Regions from separate parts of the Zea mays genome. Here regions 2 and 3 are each linked to region 1. A link is a contact called in public Hi-C data. All regions are on one chromosome and are shown on one strand. The core of a region is the stretch at or near the end of the contact, and the rest is flanking DNA. Distances in the headings are between cores, read along the strand shown.

What was found. Hi-C and Micro-C count contacts between places; a contact is called where the count stands out from the background.
Region 2: a Hi-C map of bundle sheath shows a contact between it and region 1, with 1.9 times the contacts expected there. The contact joins the promoter of LOC103651052 here to the promoter of LOC100282094 in region 1. A contact is called at or near these places in 2 of 25 Hi-C or Micro-C datasets (bundle sheath and leaf).
Region 3: a contact with region 1 is called in a Hi-C map of tassel, with 4 times the contacts expected there. The contact joins the promoter of LOC100191880 here to the promoter of LOC100282094 in region 1. A contact is called at or near these places in 2 of 25 Hi-C or Micro-C datasets (ear and tassel).

Annotation. Positions count from the first base shown.
Region 1 is chr3:188,758,879-188,763,190 of Zm-B73-REFERENCE-NAM-5.0, reverse strand. LOC100282094 (L-ascorbate oxidase) reads left to right here and starts at 1,385. Exons shown (of 5, transcript NM_001155007.2): 1 at 1,385-1,580; 2 at 1,750-1,901; 3 at 2,044-2,288; 4 at 2,373-2,501; 5 at 2,596-3,875. The coding sequence starts at 1,476. The coding sequence ends at 3,683.
Region 2 is chr3:188,600,558-188,605,384 of Zm-B73-REFERENCE-NAM-5.0, reverse strand. LOC103651052 (probable methyltransferase PMT23) reads left to right here and starts at 2,057. Exons shown (of 9, transcript XR_004857323.1): 1 at 2,057-3,152; 2 at 3,726-3,875; 3 at 4,141-4,411; 4 at 4,559-4,669.
Region 3 is chr3:188,946,824-188,951,024 of Zm-B73-REFERENCE-NAM-5.0, reverse strand. It overlaps LOC100191880 (PX domain containing protein), which reads right to left and starts at 2,319. Exons shown (of 5, transcript NM_001137304.1): 1 at 1,269-2,319; 2 at 793-1,002; 3 at 441-701. The coding sequence starts at 2,165.

The sequences.
Region 1 (4,312 bases), core at 136-2,635:
CTCTGCTCTGACGTTTGATTTTCTTGTAAATAAATTCAGTCCAAGCGCATTTCAGAGCCGATCTCAACTTTCAAAGAAACTGCCTTCCTCTGATTTGTTTTTTTATGGATGGATGGTACATGCAAACGGTTCGTTTTCATGACTACTGATCGATCTGTTGCAAGCATGAAGCATAACTCTAGCTTAATTCCAGGCTTCACCATTTCACAGTTCTCCGAGAATTAAAAGGTTTCGCTGTTTTCTAAAACAAAAAGAGAGAGAAAATAAAAATGAAAGCCGGAAACGTGGCACCTAGAATTGGACTGAGCGATCGGATCCGGTGCCATCATCGTCTGTGTCAAAAGATTGTTTCCGAAGATTTGTTGGAACAAATATTTGACACTCGCTGCATTATAGGTTACCAAATCCACCTCCTCCCTCGCATCAAAAAGTCAGTACAAAATGACTTCAACGCATTAGCTAGGTTTATTATTATGCTTGCCAACGATTCGTCATAGGCAGGGGAAGGGGAAAAAAGAGCTAGCACGCGGTACGTACGTACGTACGTCTAAAACGTCATGGATTTGACGCTCTAATCATTGGGTTCGGAAGCCCGAGTTCCTTTGCCCGCAAGTTTCAGCAAGCCGCAGAAATATGTTACGCCGTATGTAGGCAGCATATGATAGCGGCAGAATAACTAACTAATCGACCGGCCAGAGGAAGCGAAGGAGACGATGGGCAGATGGGCAACAAACACTCCGGCCCTCGTGACCTCTCTTCTCTACTACGGCCTGAAAGCCAAGATGCGTAGCAGGATGCGCAAGTGCAAATTAATCCCTATCCCAGCGTTAGACTTAGAACGCCGCGCGCAGTGAGTAGACCATATACACACATGGTTGCAATGCAAATAATGCTGGTGCTTTCGCTGTTTTACACAGACCGCCGAAATGCTCTTGTGGTTGTCAGAAAGAGATCTGAAACTCGACGCAAAATATAATGAAAATAACCGAACGACGTGACAGCGTACGTAAGCAGAGTGTAAAAACCCAGGCGTTGTTGTCTGGTTGCAGAGAAGCGTGTAGGGGAGGGAACTGCCCCGTTCTGTGAAAATCGCGGCTCCAAAGTGGGCAGGCCAGTGGGTGCACCAAACCACCTGCACAGTTTGAATGATCCGATACCACGCGCTGCGCGATGACATGATCGATCGGTCAGCTCGGAGCCGCACGCAGCAGTCACTCGCACGAACCGCAGCAGCCTCCAGCTGGTAATATTTCCCCCATGCTGGAATTCAAAAGGCTCCAAACCTAATCGACCAACCACACCCCCCCCGCCCGCGGCGGGAACGGCACGAGGCAAAGCCAACGCTAGCTATATATTCCGTGCGCGCCCCGTGGCGAAGCCTCTCATCGCAAACTCGGAAACCTTGAGAGGAAAGCCACCAGCAGCAAGCGAAGACCACCAGCAGCAGCGCAGCGGCGACGTGTTTCGCTCTCGCCATGGCGTCGTCGTCCTCGTCCCGGCTGCTGCTCCTCCTCCTCCCGTGCCTCGCGCTCACGCTGCTCGGCGCGGCAGACGCCGAAGTGCACCACCACGAGTTCGTTGTACGTGCGGCGCACGCGGCGTGAATAATACGTACATGCATGGTAGACGTGTTTTTTTCCAGCGCGCGGCTGGAAATAACGATTCTTTTTCTTTGCCTGATCGGTCGGTGTGTGCTGTGCTGTGTTTGTTTGCTCTGGGGGTTTGCGCATGGTGCTGCTCATCGTCAAGATCCAAGAGACGCCGGTGAAGAGGCTGTGCAAGACGCACAACATCATCACGGTGAACGGGCAGTACCCGGGGCCGACGCTGGAGGTCAGGGAGGGTGACACGCTCGTCATCAACGTCGTCAACCGGGCGCAGTACAACGCCACCATCCACTGGTACGTACGTCGTTGAAGCTCGTTTTTCTCAACCGTGAGTGACATGACATGACATGACATCGATCGTCTGGTCTGTCTATACTCTCTCCCGTTCATGGCCGGCTGTCTCGATCAATGCGCGCTGCATGCATGGCGTGTGCAGGCACGGCATCCGCCAGATAAGGACTGGGTGGGCGGACGGGCCGGAGTTCGTGACGCAGTGCCCCATCAGGCCCGGCGGCAGCTACAAGTACCGGTTCACCATCCAGGGGCAGGAGGGCACGCTGTGGTGGCACGCGCACAGCTCCTGGCTCAGGGCCACCGTCTACGGCGCGCTCATCATCCGCCCCAGGGAGAACAAGACCTACCCATTCGCCAAGCCCTCGCGAGAAGTCCCCGTCATCCTCGGTCTGCACCCTGCTCATCCTGGCCCGTTAATTTGTTGTTTCATTCACGTCTCTAATAATCTAACGGACGGTGATCGATGGGCAGGTGAGTGGTGGGATGCGAACCCGATCGACGTCATCCGGGAGGCGCAGAGGACCGGCGGCGGTCCCAACGTCTCCGACGCGTTCACCATCAACGGCCAGCCCGGCGACCTGTACAAATGCTCCAACAAAGGTAGCTAGCTCATCTCGCATACGATGCCGCCCATGCAAAATAAACCTGAACGAAACAGAGCATGCTCACGATCGCCCGTCGGCATGCACTGCAGAGACTACGGCCATCCCGGTGAAGGCCGGCGAGACGGCGCTGCTGCGGTTCATCAACGCCGCGCTCAACCACGAGCTGTTCGTCACCATCGCGCAGCACAAGATGACGGTCGTCGCCACCGACGCGTCCTACACCAAGCCCTTCACCACCTCGGTGCTCATGCTCGCGCCGGGCCAGACCACCGACGTCCTCGTCACCATGGACCAGCCGCCCACCCGCTACTACGTCGCCGCGCGCGCCTACGTCTCCGGCCAGAACGTGGCCTTCGACAACACCACCACCACGGCCGTCCTCGAGTACGACTGCGGCTGCGCCTCCGACTTCGGCCCCAAGATACAGCCGGCGTTCCCGGCGGCGCTACCGGCCTTCAACGACACGTCCGCCGCCACCGCCTTCGCCGCCGGGATCAGGAGCCCCGACCGGGTCAAGGTCCACGAGAACGTCGACGAGTACCTCTTCTTCACCGTCGGCCTCGGCCTCTTCAACTGCAAGCCGGGCCAGCTCTGCGCCGGGCCCAACAACAACACCCGCTTCGCGGCCAGCATGAACAACGTCTCCTTCGTCTTCCCGCAGACCGACTCCCTCCTCCACGCGCACTACTACAAGATCCCCGGCGTCTTCACCACCGACTTCCCGGCATACCCGCCCGTGCAGTTCGACTACACGGGGCAGAACGTCAGCCAGGCCCTGTGGCAGCCGGTCCCCGCCACCAAGCTGTACCCGCTCAGGTTCGGCTCCGTGGTGCAGCTCGTCCTGCAGGACACCAGCATCGTCACGCCCGAGAACCACCCCATCCACATCCACGGCTACGATTTCTTCATCCTCGCCGAGGGCTTCGGCAACTTCGACCCCAAGAAGGACGTCGAGAAGTTCAACTACGTCGACCCGCCCCAGAGGAACACCGTGGCGGTGCCTGTCAACGGTTGGGCGGTCATCCAGTTCGTCGCCGACAACCCTGGTGTGTGGCTCATGCATTGCCATCTGGACGTGCACATCACCTGGGGCCTGGCAATGGCTTTCCTAGTGGAGGACGGCTATGGCGAACTGCAGTCGCTGGAGCCGCCCCCAGTTGATCTTCCCATGTGCTAGTGGAGGACGGATATTTGTGTTGAGGAAGAAAGCCTGGTCACGTTGTATGTTAATTGTTACTCTTTTTTGGTGGAGGGGGGCGTGTTCGTGATCTTAAATTCTTAGGGGACTTAATTTTCCAGCTTGTTGGTTTGAAGTTTCTTCTGTAAATCTATGTAATTTTCAATGACATTCAGCATATTATTTGAGAATAAATTATTTCTTTGTACAAACAATTAACGAAACTACCAATCTCAGATGTGCAACATCATATTTGAACACTAAGAAAAATTCAGCTTTGATACCTCAGGGAAACATTATCGTGTTCCTAACCCTTTACTATTTGGGAATGGACCCCTCCCTTGTTTGAAAGAGACGATTTTCCTTATTAGAAAATCCGCATGGAGGCTTATTTAGAGGCCATAGATGGCGGAGTGTTTATTCTCTTCCAAAACCGAAGGATCTCGTCAACCTAGTTGGTGATGAGATACATTATAGAAGTGGAATGCAAATGCAAAAACAACCTTTTGAAGGCCTCTGTAAAGAGGTGTTTAATCATGTGTGGAACCACAAGGACACCCATGCACTATGGTTAGACATTTGTGCACTCCATGAGGGAACAAAAGAGTAAGAATGAGGAACACTATCAC
Region 2 (4,827 bases), core at 808-3,307, 160 kb after region 1:
GCAATCGGGTACTCTCCCACCTCCAGAGCGCAGGCCAGCGACGCAGGATTCCCACGCGGCGCCGCACGCCGGCGAGTCATACTGTGCTAGCGACTTAGTTCACGATCTCCTAAAATGGAAGTCCCAACCCACAGCGGAGACAAAGGCGAACCCTATGAATAGATGCTTACCCGAGATGGAGGCACATAATCTCTCAACGATGGAGGCGGCCGCACCCAAATCAATGGCAGAACCTCGACTTTGGTAAGGAATTGTGCCCACCGTGGGCCAAATCCGCGCGAGCTGAGGAAGAACACGGTGCCCCCGCCTCGTGGTGGTTATCCCGTGCCATCCAACCGGCACCGAACGGAGGTGTGAGGGCAGGTCGACGGTAGACGCACAGTCGATGGCGCGACTGGGGTTAGCTTCAGGTGGCCAGGGTGATTCTCTCAGCCGCAACGAACCCCGGAGTAGGGCTGGACAAAATACTCGTGGCTCGTGAGCTCGCTCGACTCGTGGTCAGCTCGGCTCGGCTCGACTCGGCTCATTTCAATTTTATCACGAGCTGAGCTAACATCTCAGCTCGGTTCGTTAACGAGCCAGCTCGACACGAGCTCGAGCCAGCTCGTTAGCTCGAATGAGCTAGCATTTATCTGTAAAACAAAGCATATACTTATATTGGATGAATTAATAAGTGACGAACTATGTTTGTTTAGGGTTTAAATGATGTGATATATAAAATTATGAGTATTGTTAGTCTTTTCTAGTGTTAAATTAGTATAAAATTAACTAGCAATTGATTATATTGTTGTATATATACATGTATACTATTTTTTGTTGTGGCTCGCGAGCTAAACGAGCCAGCTCGAGCTCGCAAACGAGCCGAGCCGAGCTGGTTCTCTGGCTCGGTTCCTTAACGAGTCGAGCCGAGCCAGCTCGTTTTCTTAACGAGCCAGCTCGAGCTCGGTCGAGCCGAGCCGAGCTGGCTCGATATCCACCCCTACCCCGGAGACTAGGAGCGAACGAGGTGGGGAGGGCCTTATACCCCGCGGCTAGACCTAATCTTCTCCTGGTGCCGCGGATCCGACCAAGAATCACGGCAGCCATACCTGCGGAGTCCGTGCTTTGCGGCATGGTGAAGACGACGTACCGGCCGCGATACCCCACCCAGCGGTGAGGGTGACCTGGGCGCACGCGATAGCAGAGCCTGACCAGTGGGCCACCAGCCAAAGACCGTGTGCACGCGAGGGAGCAGCCAACGGGACCACTAGTCGGCGAGAGACTAGAGTTGGCAGTGGGCTGGACGTGTGGGACCTGGCTGCGCGAGCTGAGGGAACGTGGGCTAGCGGGGTGAATCCGAAGATGGGCTGAATGGAGGGACTAGAGGCCCACTCGACTGAAAACTGCTTTCTCTTTTTTTTTATTATTCTTTTATTCCTTTCCAAATTCAAAACTTCAACTCTAAAAGAAATTATTTTTGTGGCAAATTTGTAATTTGGTTAGATATTAAATTTGAACTTGCCAATATAAAATTTTATTAATAAGTTTTATTTTGTGATTTATATAGTATTTCTCTCCTTCTATTCTATTTATTCAAAGTAGGTATTAAATCCTCAATTTGAATGTTGATTTATTTGTCACCAAATGCACACACTCCATAAATCCCAGCATGATGTATATTTTTTTAAGTGTCATTGGTTTTAATTACTCATTCTTATTTATAGTTATTCTCTTGTTATAATGATAAGATGGCACACGAAATAATGAGATCAACTATATTATCATTTTATACATTTTGGGTATTACAAGATGTTACATATAAAGTGTAATCTTTATGAAAAGACAAATAGAGAGTCAAACAGATAGAAAAGAAATAAAGAGTCTCTTGAAGATGCTCTATTTTAAAAACATGTTAGGGTTATTTAATCCTTCCGTTCTTTTTTAATTATCGTGGTTTAGTTAAAAGCAAACTAGCGAATGATAAATATTTGAGAACGCTGGTAGTAGATGATTTTTAATAGTTTAAAAGTAGAATAAGTGGTTTTATAGGTGAGCATGTGAAACACTAATAGTTGAGGGAGCCAAGTAGACCTTTTATTCTATACATTTGTTTATTTATATTTTCTTTAAAAACTAACAATTTTTTTAACTCGTCTACAAACGAAAATGAGACTCTTTTTTTATGGGGCCGAGGGGGTACTATACTCAAAACAAATCTTCCCAACGCCGGACCCGCAAGGCTGCAACTGCGGCATGCAGATCCGCAGAGCACACACGGGCACCGGGCGCACCAGTGCACCACCGCATACGGCCGTGCGCTTCCTTTCCTTCCCCCGCCGCCGCAGATCTTCCCCGCAGTCCCGGTTCCCGTTCACCACCTCCGAACCAGAGGAGGAATGGCCATCTACTCCTTCCTTTCTGTTCGCAAGCGCCCAGTTGTTGTCGTCGCCGCCGTCACCCTCTTCATTGTCGTATCCTCTCTCTTCCTCCTCTTCAGCCCCGCACCGACAGCGCTCCCGTTTTTCTCCTCCTCCTCTTCCCACCTCTCCTCTCAAGCTTCAATTGCTGCCGTCTCCTCTAACGCATTTCCACCTGAGACCCCAACCTCTGTTGTCTCCAACTGGGTCAGCAGCAACACTTCTGCTGATCGCGTCTCTGCTGACGCATCTCCGCCCGTAGTCGGAACCGCCATCGCGTCTGATGCGGTCAGCAACAGCACGGCTGACCCGCCTAGGCCAGATACCACCGCCGCTGCTGGCGACGCGAAGGCTGATGTGTCCCAACCAGATCACGGCATGCCCCCTGCCGCCACTGAAGCGAGTGGATCGGCAGGCAACGGTGAGACAGCCGCGGGAGTCTCGAGCGAGAGGGATGAGGAGGGGCAAGGCGGCGGCGGCGCCGTGGAGGAGCTACCATCGTGGGAGCTGTGCAAGGTGGGGAAGGGGGTGGCGGCCGCGGACTACATCCCCTGCCTCGACAACGTGAAGGCGGTCAAGGCACTCAAGTCGCTGCGGCACATGGAGCACCGGGAGAGGCACTGCCCGACAGATCCGAGGCCGAGGTGCCTCGTGCCGCTGCCCGAGAGGTACCGGCGTCCGGTGCCGTGGCCACGCAGCCGTGACATGGTGAGGACGCCTGCTTTGCTTGCTTCGTCGAGAAAGATTTTTTCACTGGTACTTGTTTATTCCCCAATGGATGAGTTGTGGTTACTGGTTATAGTAATTTAATATGCTAATCTGCGCTCCTATGCTCTGATTAGGATGCACTGTAATCTGCCAGCGACTTGATTGTCAGATCCAAATACCCGATTGAGCACACAGTTTTAACATTCTCGAAACTGAATAGTATACACATGCCTCAAAAGGGTAGTAGAGCTCTTTTATAGATCTTGGATGTCATCTATTGAGCTGTAGTGCTGTACATAAAGCGCGCTGCCAGGTTGGGAATTTCATGCTTCCATTGGTTAGCGGTAACATATAATGATGCAGATCCCTAAAAAAACATGCACTGATTCAAACTTTTTTTGTCATTCCCATGAATGACCCTGTGGAACATGGCCATGCTGTATGAAAATTCAATGCATGGATATTGAGTATCCCTTTTCTTTAAATGCAGACTTATCACATATCTATAATGCTCAAATTTGGAATGTACCTAGTTTATGCTTTATAGTTACTTTGTTCAACATTCAGTAAAGTATACAATTGCTGACTACCTCGTAATATTACATTCCACTCTAATTTCAGATTTGGTATAATAATGTTCCTCATCCAAAGTTAGTGGAATACAAGAAGGACCAGAACTGGGTCAGGAAGTCTGGTAACTATTTTGTTTTCCCTGGAGGTGGGACTCAATTCAAAAATGGCGTGGCTTCATACATTAAATTCATTGAACAGGTAGCTATTACTTATGCTCTTTATGTAATTCCAGCTATGTCCGAGCATATATGCTTGCATGTCATCCTGCTTTCTCATAGAAGTTCAGTATATTACTGATATTTTTGTAGTATCTTCATTGAAGTCCCATTATGTCAAAAGAAAAGGCATACTTGCATCCTTGGATGTGATCACAAATTGGAAAAGTTACTCAAACACGACAAATATAATGTTCCCCCTTGTCTTTGTCGTAATAACTCATGACTTGCGGCTATTGTTTTTATAGATTTTACCAAACATTCAATGGGGAATCCATACAAGAACTGTCCTTGATGTTGGATGTGGTGTGGCCAGCTTTGGTGGATATTTGCTTGATAGGAATGTCATTACCATGTCTGTTGCACCCAAAGATGAGCATGAAGCTCAGATACAGTTTGCACTGGAGCGTGGGATTCCAGCATTTTTGGCAGTGATTGGAACACAAAAGCTTCCTTTCCCTGATAATTCATTTGATGTCATCCACTGTGCAAGGTGTAGGGTCCACTGGTATGCTGATGGCAAGTATTTTGGAACACTTATATTCTCATGTAGTTCTTCTCTTTATTTTATTCAACACAACATTGTCTACTTATTTTGTACACTGTTTTAATGTGATGTGTGAGATACCATACAATTTGTAACGCTACTCTATTTGTGGCATGCAGGTGGAAAACCATTGTTGGAGCTCAATAGAGTACTCAGGCCTGGAGGGTATTACATTTGGTCTGCAACACCTGTCTATCGCAAAAACCCAAGAGATATAGATGATTGGAATGGTTTGTGACCACTATCTTTTGCCTCATATGGTTTTCATCAATAAGAACCTCCAGCATATCATTAGTATCTCAATCAAATTATGCACCTTAGGAATTTGTAGTTATGCACCCTAGTATCTCATCAATAAGAGCTAATACGGGTGGAATGTTTTTCATCC
Region 3 (4,201 bases), core at 1,070-3,569, 190 kb before region 1:
TTGATACTTCCACCATGGCGCAAACATGACAATAGTCAGAGAGAAAATCTGGACTCTTGGTATGGTAGTTGCTAACCTGTTCATTCTGCTTCTGCGAGCTTAACTTGGAATAATGTTAATTGGACATGGTTAAAAGTGTTCGCTAATGAGAATTCCATAGCACAAACTAGGACAAATAGCTTTAATCAGACTGCTTCAGCGGATTATCCAAATATATAACATTAGTTAGTGTTAGGTGTCATGCTACAAAATAACCTACACCTTATATCCATGTACTGCAAACTGAATAGTCTATAGACATATTTTTGGTATCGAGATTATTGCGCCTTCCAAAATAGAGAATAATGTGTGTGGGTCTGTTTTGAGTAATAACAACATTGCAGTTTAAATTGTCGCACATAATGTACACCTTCTTTGATTCAGAAGTTTGGATGAATTACCTTGATAAGTTCCAATTCTTTAAGTGCACGTGTTTTTGCATCTTCCGTGGCTCTTACTGTTTCTTTCAATTCTTCTATCTTTTGATACCTTGATCTCTCCTGATCCATTCCTCTCGCTGATACAGATTCAAGTTTTCCTGCCCGGGTATGCAAGAAATATAGATCTGCTGACAAATTTTGCACACGAAGCAAAGCATTGGAACGATCAGTAAAAGCATTATGAACAGAAGCCATTGTCTCCATGTACTCATGGATAATACCCTGCAAAAGCATACAACATATCAAAATAAAAGGGAAAACAATAATCCTAAAAGCATATGTCCAAGCAAATATTCTTTTACTCCCCACTTACCAGATGTTTTACAATTTCAGTGTTTAGTTTTGTCTGTGATCTGCTAACTCTAATAACAGCACTGGCAAAATTACTGATGTCAGCAGCTCGTCTTTTCTGAGAACTACACGCAGCCTGCTCCTTTTCAAACATAGCCAGTTTGATGAATGACATTCCCAAGAGACCTGTCGTTGATCTTAGATCGTCAAAAGCTTTAACAAATGCCTCTGCCTACAAATGATGCCATGGTAGTAGATTAGCTAGTTTACTCCACTAGTACACAGTACAGAAAACTTATGATGCATAAAATGTATCTTTCTGCAAGTAGCAAATGCAAGTGTATGGGCTGCTCCAAACAAGCACTAAGAAGTCAGAAGTCAATCACCTTATTTATTTATTTATCCTGTTTTTCTGCCTTTAGAACAACAATGATACCAATGAAAACAAGATACAGAGTCTCCAGCATGGAAACTAAATATTCGCAAATATGCGGTTACCTGCTGAGATGCTGTCACCAGATGTTTCTCCAAGTCCTCAAGCTTGGCCTTGTGCACAAGGTACTTTGTGTCAATCTCCTCCTCCACTAGAGGCGGCCTTACCGCCACCCACCCATTCGTCACTGTCTGCTTCAGGCCCTTGAACACCCCAAAAAAGTCTCTCCCACTCTTGGTAGGCGTCACTGGAGCGGAAGCAGCCATGGACGTAGCAGCACTCATCGCAGGGCTCCACCTGGGAGACTCACCGTCGGAAGTGGGGATGCCGCTGGGCTCGGTGAGGAAGGCGTGGAGAATGGGGTTGCGGCCGACGACGGGGTGCGCGGCGAGGCGGCGGAGGTAGCGCTGGAGGGTGACGCACCGCTGGTTCACGAAGTCGTGCCGCTGCATGACCTGGCCCTCGACGATGCTCTTGTCGGGCCGCGCCGGTACAAAGAGGCCGCGGTGGGTCTCCGCGAGGCGGTCGGCGAGCGCCACGACGTCACGGAATCGCCGACGCACGCGGAACTCGCCTCCGTCGGGCACCTGAGTGGCGATGAGGTAGGAGACGTAGCTGGCCGAGCCGGGAATGACGCCCACGGCTCCGGTCGCGGGCTCCGCGTGCTTCCTAGGCTCGGAGACAGTGATCTCAGCGAACCACGGTGACGCCTCGCGGGACTTCGTCGCGGCCGTAGCGGCATGGGGAGCCAGCGGAGGCGTGAAGTCATCCACCACGTCCTCATCCTCCTCGTCCAGAAACGCGCCATGGTTCTCACCGGCGGTGGGAGAGAAGGTGGACGAGGGGGGAGGTGGGCGGAGCAGCGGGTCCGTCGTAGCCGCGAGAGTGGAGGAGGAGTCCAGGGGTAGTGTTTCGACGTCCTCGACGAGATTCCCCGGGGACAAGGGCTCGGTGGCCATCATGGCCACCGTCGGCGGTTAGGGTTGGGGCGAGAATGAGATCTGGCGGGGAATCCCGCGGCGGAGTCAAGTGACTCAAGTCCGGTTGGAAGGTGGGCGCCGTGATTCGCCGCGCGTACGCATAAGCAAAAGCGAAGGCAAAACCATTTCGTGCTATACACTCAATGGCAGGTGGGCCAGGTCATCTCTTTCGTTTCACTTCGCATTTCGCGACGGCGTCCCACTCGAACACTAGAGACTACTACTACAAGGAAATTTTTTTTAAAACTTTTTGAAAACTATTTCTAATGCTAGTTTGGAAACCTATTTTCTAAGTAATTTTTATTTTTTAAAAATAAAGTAGTTCATTTTTCTTAAAATAGAAATTTCTTGGAAAAATAAAGTTCTCAAACTAGCCCTAGCAGGTTTTTTTAAATTTAAACCATCTCAGTTATACCGTACCAATCAGTCTAATATGACCTTGGTGCTTGTCGTGACTCGAGTGCACTAGCTATCACCTAGGGGTGTTTCGGACTGCTATGCTCTAGAAAATTTTAACTCCACTACATACATCAGTTGTCAAACACTCCTAACTCAAATCAGCTCCGTTTCTGGAAAAAGAGTGAAGTTTACCTTAACTCCACCAATTTAGCGGAGCAGCAAAAGAGATGCTCTACAAATTTATGATTTTGTGAAGTTGGTATACAATTACCTGCCATACCAGTGATTACACGACTTAACGATTTGTTATGTTCTATTTTATCCACGTGCAGGTGGTTTCTTATTCGTACCACGTCACGTCTCGTGGACCATCGAGGCGTTTTCGGCCTCCGCTTCGGAGTTGTCGCCTGACGCGGGATTTGCCATGATTCAGGCAAGTGCTTCGTAGCGGCTCTCGCGGGACGTCTCGCAGACCGCTGAGGCGCTTTCGGCGTCTGCTTCGTAGTTGTCGCCTTGCGTGGGGTTTGCCATGATTCAGGCAAGTGCTTCGTAGCGGCTCTATCATCGCGTCTCGCAGATCGCCGTGGCGCTTTTTGCCTCCGCTTCGTAGCTATCGTCTGGCATGGGGTTTTGCCATAATTAAGGCAAGTGCTTCGTAGCGGCTCTCGTGGTTGTGGGTGAGTTCAAGTGGATGTCATATGTTAACAGCAATATGTCGTGTTTGAAGGTGATGATATCGCCACTGACACAGAGCTTAGTGTATATTAGTACCATTATATAGATTTTTGAATATACATATATATATATATACTAGGTATGTGCTTGTGCGTTGCCACAGAAATTAAAAATTTATATAAAACATAAATATAGAACAACAAACGTCACTATGGTATATATAATTTGTGTGCCAGAATATCACCATATCACTAATATTATATATACCCTCCATGGACAACAAAGTAAAAAAGAATCAATTGTGTGAATGTGACAATTTTTTCCTCTTCCCTACCTTGGTCTATCCAAACGATGTCCACCATTGTAGGGATGTCAAACTATCATTATGATTATATGTTATGTTCTGGTCTATGTTGTAGAATAACATCAATATAGGATGGCACATGCATTTCCTCATACTGCTTGCAGAAATATACATTCCTTAACCAGTTAGTCTCCATAAAAATTATTTTTTGTGTAAGACCTGATAGACTAGCCGTCATAGATAGCCACAAGAAGCCACCAAATAGTCTAACACTCCTAAAAAATTGCATTAAATAAAAGGCATACTATTGATTTTAGTTGTATATATAAACAAAGTTATTGAAAAATTGTATGTTGATTGACAATTTTCAGGCTTGACATTCTCTTAAATTAGGTACATATATTGATTCTAGTTTCGGGATGGCACTGGAGACCTGGGAAGGCATGCAACTGATCCATAGGAAGGCATCTTGGCTACTGTCGGTACCCTGGTTCAGGGGTACCCCTTACTACGGTATGAAGGCATGATGCCTGTGCGGCTATCCCTAGCCACGCGGAGAACAGCCCCAAAGGTATCTCGTGAGCGGTTAAGGTGGCGTTGTTTGAGACACCATCATCAGGCCCAGACCTCCTCAAGAAGG